2 separate regions of the Gossypium hirsutum genome follow, and region 1 is linked to region 2. A link is a contact called in public Hi-C data. All regions are on one chromosome and are shown on one strand. The core of a region is the stretch at or near the end of the contact, and the rest is flanking DNA. Distances in the headings are between cores, read along the strand shown.

Evidence for each region. A called contact is a pair of places that touch in the nucleus more often than the background predicts.
Region 1: a contact with region 2 is called in a Hi-C map of leaf, with 2.6 times the contacts expected there. The contact joins the promoter of LOC107899007 here to the promoter of LOC107948976 in region 2. A contact is called at or near these places in 14 of 34 Hi-C or Micro-C datasets (anther, callus, fibers and 3 more).

What each region holds. Positions count from the first base shown.
Region 1 is chrA04:80,400,849-80,405,342 of Gossypium_hirsutum_v2.1, reverse strand. It overlaps LOC107899007 (two-component response regulator ARR5), which reads right to left and starts at 1,454. Exons shown (of 4, transcript XM_016824595.2): 1 at 526-1,454; 2 at 340-425; 3 at 98-246; 4 at 1-5. The coding sequence starts at 688.
Region 2 is chrA04:80,192,078-80,196,277 of Gossypium_hirsutum_v2.1, reverse strand. LOC107948976 (IAA-amino acid hydrolase ILR1-like 1) reads right to left here and starts at 2,262. Exons shown (of 5, transcript XM_016883660.1): 1 at 1,062-2,262; 2 at 408-533. The coding sequence starts at 1,460.

The DNA of each region.
Region 1 (4,494 bases), core at 205-2,704, 210 kb before region 2:
AGCATCTGTTTATCAACAATTTCAAGATCCATTATTTTTTTTAACCCAATTTTTTTCAATGATTTAAGGCCATAAAAGTTACTTAAAAAAACAATACCTGTCGATTCGAGCTATAACGTTCTCAGATGACATGATAACAACTGGGATTTCTCTAAAAGCTGAAGATTCCTTCACCTTTTTGAGCAATTCGTAGCCGGTCATTCCAGGCATACAATAATCGGTAATAATCAGATCAACCTTCAGACCCTGAAAATCACAAAAAAAAGCTAACAAATGAGGTCAGAAAAATCAATATCTGGGAAATTTTGTGATGAAATTGCAATTATTATTAGTACTCACATCAAAACCATTCGTTTCTTTCTTTTGAATCTCCTCATCTAATCCCAGGTATTGCAAAGCTCTCCTCCCGCTATCCACTGCCGTCACTGCACAAATCCAAATCCAAACCCCCATTCGATTCAAATCCAAACTAATTAATTTAAAAAAAAAAGTCGAAGAAAAAGAAGGGAATCTGGATGAACAAACCTTTACAAGAGGAAATTCTGAGCAAGCGTTCAATGACTTTCCGATCAACGAGGCTATCATCAACGGCAAGAACATGAACTTCTTCGGTATCAGACGTAGAAAGATCGTAGCCGTCTATCTTCTCCGTCGTCCTCATCCAAGCAACGCCACCGTTCCTGGCCATCTCAGAGACAACAAAATCAAAGAGGGAGATTTCTGTAATGCAAAAAAAGGAAAAAGGGAGAGAAAAAAGAGAAGGGCTTTAATAAACAAGGCTTCCACCCCTGGTTCAATGGTCTGGCATTTTATACGGTGTAATGTTTTTTAAAAGAAAAATGGATATTAAAATATAAAATTTCTCTCGCAAATCAAATCTTTCTCACACTAAGAAATCCCCGCAATCTAATATTTTAATGCAAAAGGAGAGAGGGTTAATAGTCGCTGGGATTCGAAAATCCACTTCGGTGCCCTGCCCCCTGTCCCTTTTCACTTGCCTCTTTCCATTATTTCGTTTAAATATCGTGGTGACAGATAAGATAAATTGGTCAAAATAAAAGAAATATTATTGAGGGACGTGCCAGTGAATGGTCGGAATCGAGCAGGGAAACTGACCGGAGGTCAATGGAGGAAGGCGCCGTCAAATCCGACACATCTCCCGAACCGGCGGCATAAATAACAACAGCTTAAAAATACGTTTCTTTTCTCCCTCTTCAACCGGCTTTGAAAAGACGGATGGAATTGGACAAACAGCATCTTTACTATTTCTAGGAAGGGTGCACACAGATTTTTATTAACAATAACAAAAACATCCAATTTTTTCAAAATTAATAATTACCCTAAGTATAATATTTTAAATTAAAAATTTTATCTTCCTCGTTGCTTGTTTTTCGCAGGTACCACCCCACCTAGTGTTCTGTCCTTTACACTCCCTTTTTTGGTCTATTAATTCTTCTGTATTTATTTAATTACACGTGCTGGGTTTTAACCCTCTCAAACCAATAATGACTTTGATTCTCTTAATACACCATTAATCAACTTTGGTTTCTTTTTAATCACCTCTTCTTCTACCATTCAACCTTTATGTCTTCATGAAAATTATACTGATTTTATATCATTTTTAAATAAATTACATATAAAAATAATTTAATATATTTATTTTTTTAAATATGTATGATTGAATCAAAATTAAAATTTTATATGTATAATTGTATCAAATTTAAGTTCATGAATCAAATTGTACTTTGAATTAAAGTTTATATATAATTTTAAAGTTTATCTCTTTATATATACTTATTGAGTTAGTGTCATTAATCTACATAAGTAAAAAATTATTAAAATATTTTTATTTTTATAAAATAATAAATAATAATTTAAGGGTATTTTAAATAGTTTATTTAATGCCTGTATACCTTGTATAAATATATGATTTACCTAAAAAAAAAATTACCCACAACATGCTATAAAGCTGGTATATATTAACTTCTCTAAAAAGATAATTGAAGAAAAATGGAGTGAGATGGGTGAATATACCAAAAATGAGTAACGAGAATGTGTAAATAAGTAAGAATGAAAAGAGGGAATTAGTTAGGGAATAGAAATTAGAAATTGAAAAGAAGAATGAGAGGATAAGGACATGAAATAGAGGTGATCAAAGGGATTTAGGGAATATTAAAAACGCAGAAATGGAGTTGAAAAGGTAGCCAAAACGACAAGAGAGAGAGAGAGAAGGGAGAGATTTGGGGGAGTCGAAAACAAATCTGGGGGGTGGGGGGGACCAACAAAGCTTTTTCTAATCTTTCGGACTTTTCTTTTATGTTTTGAAAACTGCATATCAAATCTTGGAGATCGCCTTAACCTTGCCTTGAAATCAACAATCATCGGATCCGATCCGATCCTTAACTCTTACCCCGCCTTTCCTTTTTCTCGCCATTTTTTCTTCTCACGATTTGCCTTTTCTACTTTACTTTCTATTCATTCAAGTTTTATTTTCTTTCCAAATTTATTTAAGCTTCCATTCAACCTCTTTTTTAAGGTTTATTAATATATTAAAAAATCTTAAATTATTATCTTTTGTTTAAAACAAGTCAATCTACTTTTTTTTTAATTAAATAAACTCATATTTTTTATTAGTTCACCAAGCTTCATTAATAGAAAATAATATATACACAAATTTCTAGTTAAACATTGATTAGGAAAATTTGGAGTCAAATTTATTTATAAACATTGAAGAGAAGTTATAATATCTAAAAACAAATTTATTACAAAGAAAAACTCCTTTTATTATTCTCTGCTTTGATTCAAGAATTGTCTAGACTTTGATCTAAGATTAATACGGTTGCTTTAAGGGTCATCAAGACTTGACCCGTAAACTAGGTCTGGCGAGATACTTGGTTGAAAATTAGACTTCATTGAATTCAAGGGCTTTTGAGACTTGATGTTGAATCAATTATGTTCACTTCAAAGTTTGTTGAGACTTGATCTTGAAAACAGTTATAGAGAGAATTTGGATTGAAGAGTTTTTGAAACTTGATATTGGATGGTTTAGTTTGCTTCAAGGGTCATCGAGACTTTATTTTAAAAACAAGTTGTTATCTCCTTTATGTTGATGCAAAGAGGCTAACGAGAGCTTTGATCCAAAAGCATTCTAGTCTTGATCTTTGATGGAAGAATGACTTCACTTCTAGGCTTGATCTCGAAGAAAAAAATCGATCAAACAAGATAAAAAAACAACTTTCTCTAGAATGGCTATGTTGTTCTTCAAATTCTTTAGAGATTTCTTGGGATTTTGGAGAAAACTTCTAGTTATCAACATATTCTTTTCAAACTTTGATATCTAAACTCAAAGACTTGTGAACTTGTGAAACTATGTAGAATTGTTTGGTGGTGACCCTCTTTTATAGTAAAGCCAATAAAAAAAAAGATTTCATGTAGGATATAAATTCTTTATATGAGTTATCCATAAAGACTAAACTCTTTTATTTATAGTTATCTCTTATTAATTTAATTAATTAGAAATAAAATAATCATTTAAAATAATAACTTAATTATTTTAATTTAATTAGTGATCATTTATTTTTTTAATTTTTTCTTAATAATTTAAATTAATTAGAGAAAATAATTATGATATCATCATTTTCACCAATGGTAATTTCGGTCAAGGTTTTCAAAAATAGATATGATAGTTGAACCAATCAGACCATCGATTCACCCGGTTTAATTGAATAAATTATTAAAAATAAGAAAAATAGAAAATAACTTATCCAACTAATTAGTTCTTAGTTTATAGTTCAATCGGTCCAACCCCTTATTCTGGATCAATACCTCGACCGATTCTTAACCCAACCAGTTTGACTGGTTGTCCGACTCTGAAAATAATTATTTTAGCTTGATCCATGACGATTTTACCTTGACACATGACACTTTATAACTAGTTCGAAAATTTCTTTATCTACAAATAAATTACAAAAAGCTGATGAGAATTAGAATAAAACAACAACAATAACAACCAAAAAAGGAAAGAAAAAGGGGAAACACCCTAATTATAATTTTCATTCAATTTGTTAATAGTGTTAAAGGTAGGTTGCTAGATGCTAACTAGAAATAGTCAATATCAATTCATTAAAGCATTCAACACATAAAATAAAATCGTGAAAGAGAACTACACCCAAGCATACTAGGAGACATAACCAATGCTCATAATTTAACTGTTAAGGTAATATCGTTTGTAGTTGTCTTCAATGGTTTTTTTACGCAAAGCAAAATGTATAAACAAATATTGACTCACTGACCTAAAGTTTAACTAATATTAAGTTACATTACGTGGTCAGATCATAATGCAAGAATGCAACTTATATTAGTAGGTGATCTAAATAGTTTGTAGTCTAAAGAATCAAAATTAAGCAAATCAATTCAAGAACTATTATATTGTCGATCAAGTTCAATTAGAAGGGTACATTATATTTGGTATTAGAGTGGATGACTCCTAGAAGA
Region 2 (4,200 bases), core at 1,013-3,512:
TCTTAGTTTAAAATCAAAATTTAGTTTGAAAAGTTACTTGTTTATATTTCTTTTTGTTTGAAATCAAGGTTTGGCTTGAAGAGTGCTTTTTAACCTCAATGGTAAACAAAAGTTTAATCGTTTTCTCTAATTTACTTAATTTTAACCGAAATGATAGTCGTTAAATTTAATAATTAAAATAGCGACTTTTGTAAGCTAATGAAATATTATATATTAGTATATTTACCAAATAAAATTTTAGAAATAAAAAAAATTTAATCACAGTTTTGTTAGTACTTACGACTTGAATATTAAAATTAAAAGTTACTAAGTCGTAAAGTAAATATAGTGAAGAGAGCACTAGCAAAATTTGACCTTAATAATATTCTTAAAAATTGGAATGGAGTTTTGTCATAATTATGCTTGACCTGTAAAGCGCATCGCAGCTTTTGCAGTATCTTTGCTGCTCCTAGCAACATGGCAACATGGGCATCGTGGGCACAAGCATGCATTTTACCGTCTACGTTGCTTTTATGCTCCCATTCCACCAATTCCTGCATGACATAAAAATAAAATACAAAGGGCAGGGCTTTGATAGTCCGATTCGAAGGCACTCCAATTAATTCCTTTCTAGTAAAGCTGAAAACATGTCAATCTCAAGCCACAAATTTGTTTTTAAACCTTTTTCTTCTTCTTTTTTTCACTGTATAGAAAAGTACGATTTTGCTTTCCTGATCTTCTAGTATAATATAGCCCAGCAGTATTTAGCAAAACAGCGAAAACCTGTGACTATTTACTATATATCATATAATACCATAAAACACTGGTTTCTTTCAAAGGGCTAATGATTATTGGTTGTTTAACAACTAAAATTCTTTTAAAACACTGTTGATCATGGTATTACACCAAGGGAATACCACTCAAGAATCGAATTTCAAACCCCAATGAGTCCATACTTCATGAGTGAACAGTAACATTTTTTTTCCAGGAAACCCTTGTGTTAGATTTTCTTAAAGGAAAGGCAAAAAGTGAAGAAAGTTGAAGAATAATAATAATAAACAAGAAAAGAAAAAAAATCAGACCTGAATAGGTAAAGCATCCATATCAGCTCTGAGAGCAGCAAAGGGAGGAGAACCAGAGCCAATTTTAGCGACAACACCTGTGGTAGCCACAGGCCAACGATAAGGAACACCAAGCAGATCAAGTTCATGCCTAATGAGCTGGCTGGTATCAACTTCTTCATAAGCTAGTTCAGGGTACTGGTGTATCTTCCTCCGTATTCGTTTCATCCAATCCACAGTTTCTAGATCATTAGCCAGGCTAAGTATCTGGTCTTTGATGGAAACGTTTGGACTAGCTGTTGCTGTTGTTGGGGTGAAAGAAGTGAAACAATCTTCATTGCAAGAGAAGCAGAGGGGAGATAGGGTTACGCAGATTAAGAAGATGTGTTGAGGAATGTGCTGCAGGGTCTTCGTGGCCATGGCCGAGGCTAAATTAGGCTGTATACGAGCGAGATAGTGATATATAAAACGGGGTGGGTGGTTAAGAATAGTGGGAATTCATTTGATATTTTTTATAGATTTACTCTTTGACGTATTTACAGTAAATTTATTGTAGATTTTATCTTTTGTAGGCGCTGCATAGTTTCCTTTATTTTAACCTTTTAATGCAATGGGCAAATACCACCCATTTACAGTTTCTTGGAAGGACACTCATTCAGAGTTGGTCGGGCCTTGCGTCACTATCTAATCTAATAAATTTCATATTCTCCACGTTTTCTATTTCCACAAAGTCTGTTAAATTCCCTTTCCCTCCTCTCCTATTTATTTTTCTTTATTGATTGTAAAATTATTACAAAGAAAAAATGGAAAGATACTAGTTACAATGGAAAGCCCATTAGAAAATACAATTAAGAAACACTATGAATGTTTGACAAATTGTCAAGTTATACCATAAAAGAGCAAACTATACTTGCATCAGGCTTCCAGCCACAACCTAAAGGAGATCAAAACAGGACTCAAGCCATACCACGGACAAACCTAACTTGTCAGGAAATAGGCAGACAGCAAACAAAGTGAACAAGCCACCTTGAATCGTTCAGCCTCTTTTTAGGTCATTGCTCCGATGGCATAGAAACAACATTACTGCCATGTAACAACAGATGTGCTAAGAACATATCAACCAAAAACGAGTTGCAAAGGACTTGAAAAAACAAAACGCAAAAGATTTGATAAACACAAGCGTCTATGACTCGAGAAAACCTCCTCAAGGGAGGGTCCAAAGAAAAACCTTGGACACCATTATTTTGCCAAGAAAACATAGTCCTCTTATGCTGGAAAATGAGTGGCCAGCAAAGGAGGACAAAAAAATGGTGGTGGAAGACGAGGTGGAGAAAAAAACAGGAGGGCTTAAGGGAAAGGAAAGAAAGGGTGGGAGGGTGGGTGGGGGTGGGAATTAGGGGTGAGCGATTCAATCAAATCGAGTGAAAAAATTTTGAGTTAATTGAGTTGACGAGACCTATTTTATCATCTTATCTTGATTTGAAATTTCTTTGAATCGAGTCGAGTGAAATGAAATTCGAGTTGAGTTGAATCAAATGAAATTTTTCGAGTTAAATTTAAAAATTAAACATGTCAAATTAAAATATTATTACAATATAATAATTCCATGTTAGAGCATATAAATTTAAAACTATATGTATTTGAAAAAAAATTCAAAACAAAATAATAAGAATAACTCAATTCGATTAACTCAAAATTCAATTTTTTTCGATTTTTAATTGACTCGAGTTTTTCTCACCCTTAGTGGAGACCAAGGAGCAGCACCACCATTTCGGAAAAGTGTTGGTCGGCAAGAGGTGGTTATCTTCTCTTATTATTAACTGTCAAAATATAGAGATGATTTTGAAAGAATAGCTTAAATATAGGTATAAGAACAATTTTAAACCTCAATTTTTACATCTTAAGTCAATTTGGTCATTATTCTTTTTTTTTAAAAACTAAATTTGACCATTAACTTTTTAAAAAGAGTGAAATCGCGTTTTCAATAGAAATACTAATTAAAATATTAATTTTTAATGATATTGGTGTGACAACCTTCGTGACAATCTACGTATACTTTCATGCTACATAACACTATTTGTCTTATATGTCACATCAACAAATAATTTAAAAATTATAAAATATTTAAAGAATAAAAAATTCAAAATTATAAAAAATAAAAACACGTGGATTATTATACGAGTTGTCATGTTTAAAAATTTGATGTTTTAGTTAATATTTATGCTTAAATTTTAATATTTATGAAAAGTTGATGGTCAAATTTAGCTTAATCAAATATAAGAGCTACATCAATAAAAAAATATAAATATTAAGAATTAAATTTATCATTATACTTAAAATATAATATAAAAAATTATATATGTATGTATATGTATCAAAGTTCATATAACCTAGATTATTAAGTTGTTACAATTTATAAAAAAAATTAATTTATATTTCATACTTTTATTAATATGTAAATCTATATTAGCAACGTTTTGATCTAGATACATGATTTTGGGGGCTAGTTATAAGTAGAAATGACAAAATCCAAGTCACCTCACTAACACTAATCCATTCTAAAGGAGATTTAAAGAGAAAGAAAATTGGATCCACACGGTTAAGCTGGACATAAATGCTTGCTTCGCTTTGTCACATTTCAACTTTTAAAATTACTATTTTACCTATTCTATTTTTCTGCGTATTTTTTATTTTATATTCTTAGTATATATACTAAAATCATAGGTACGTTTGTTAACCTGAACCGGTTGCTAAACCTACAAAGTGCAAAAGACCAAGTAACAAAGCATGAGTAAAAAACTATGATAAGCACAATGGACAAAGGGAAAAGTAAAGTTTTTTTACGCAGTTCAATTTCCTTATATTTACGGAGCCTAGCTCAATAAGAAGAATCCACTATTATTGAAGTGAGCAATGCAATCAGGGCTCGAAGAAGTTTTCATTAAGGAAGGCACATCTGAACAGTTTTCAGCCTTTACGAAGAATATGCTGGAGAAATCTTGATTTAAAAACGATTTTCTTGCACAGCGAAAAATTAAAATTTTAAAAATCGACCCGATTTGTGATATTTATGGCAATAAACCTTAACCAAATTCGTATTTGTGTTTTCGACTTAGTGGACATTCGTTGTTCCCAGCTTTCAACTAAATGATTTTCTTCA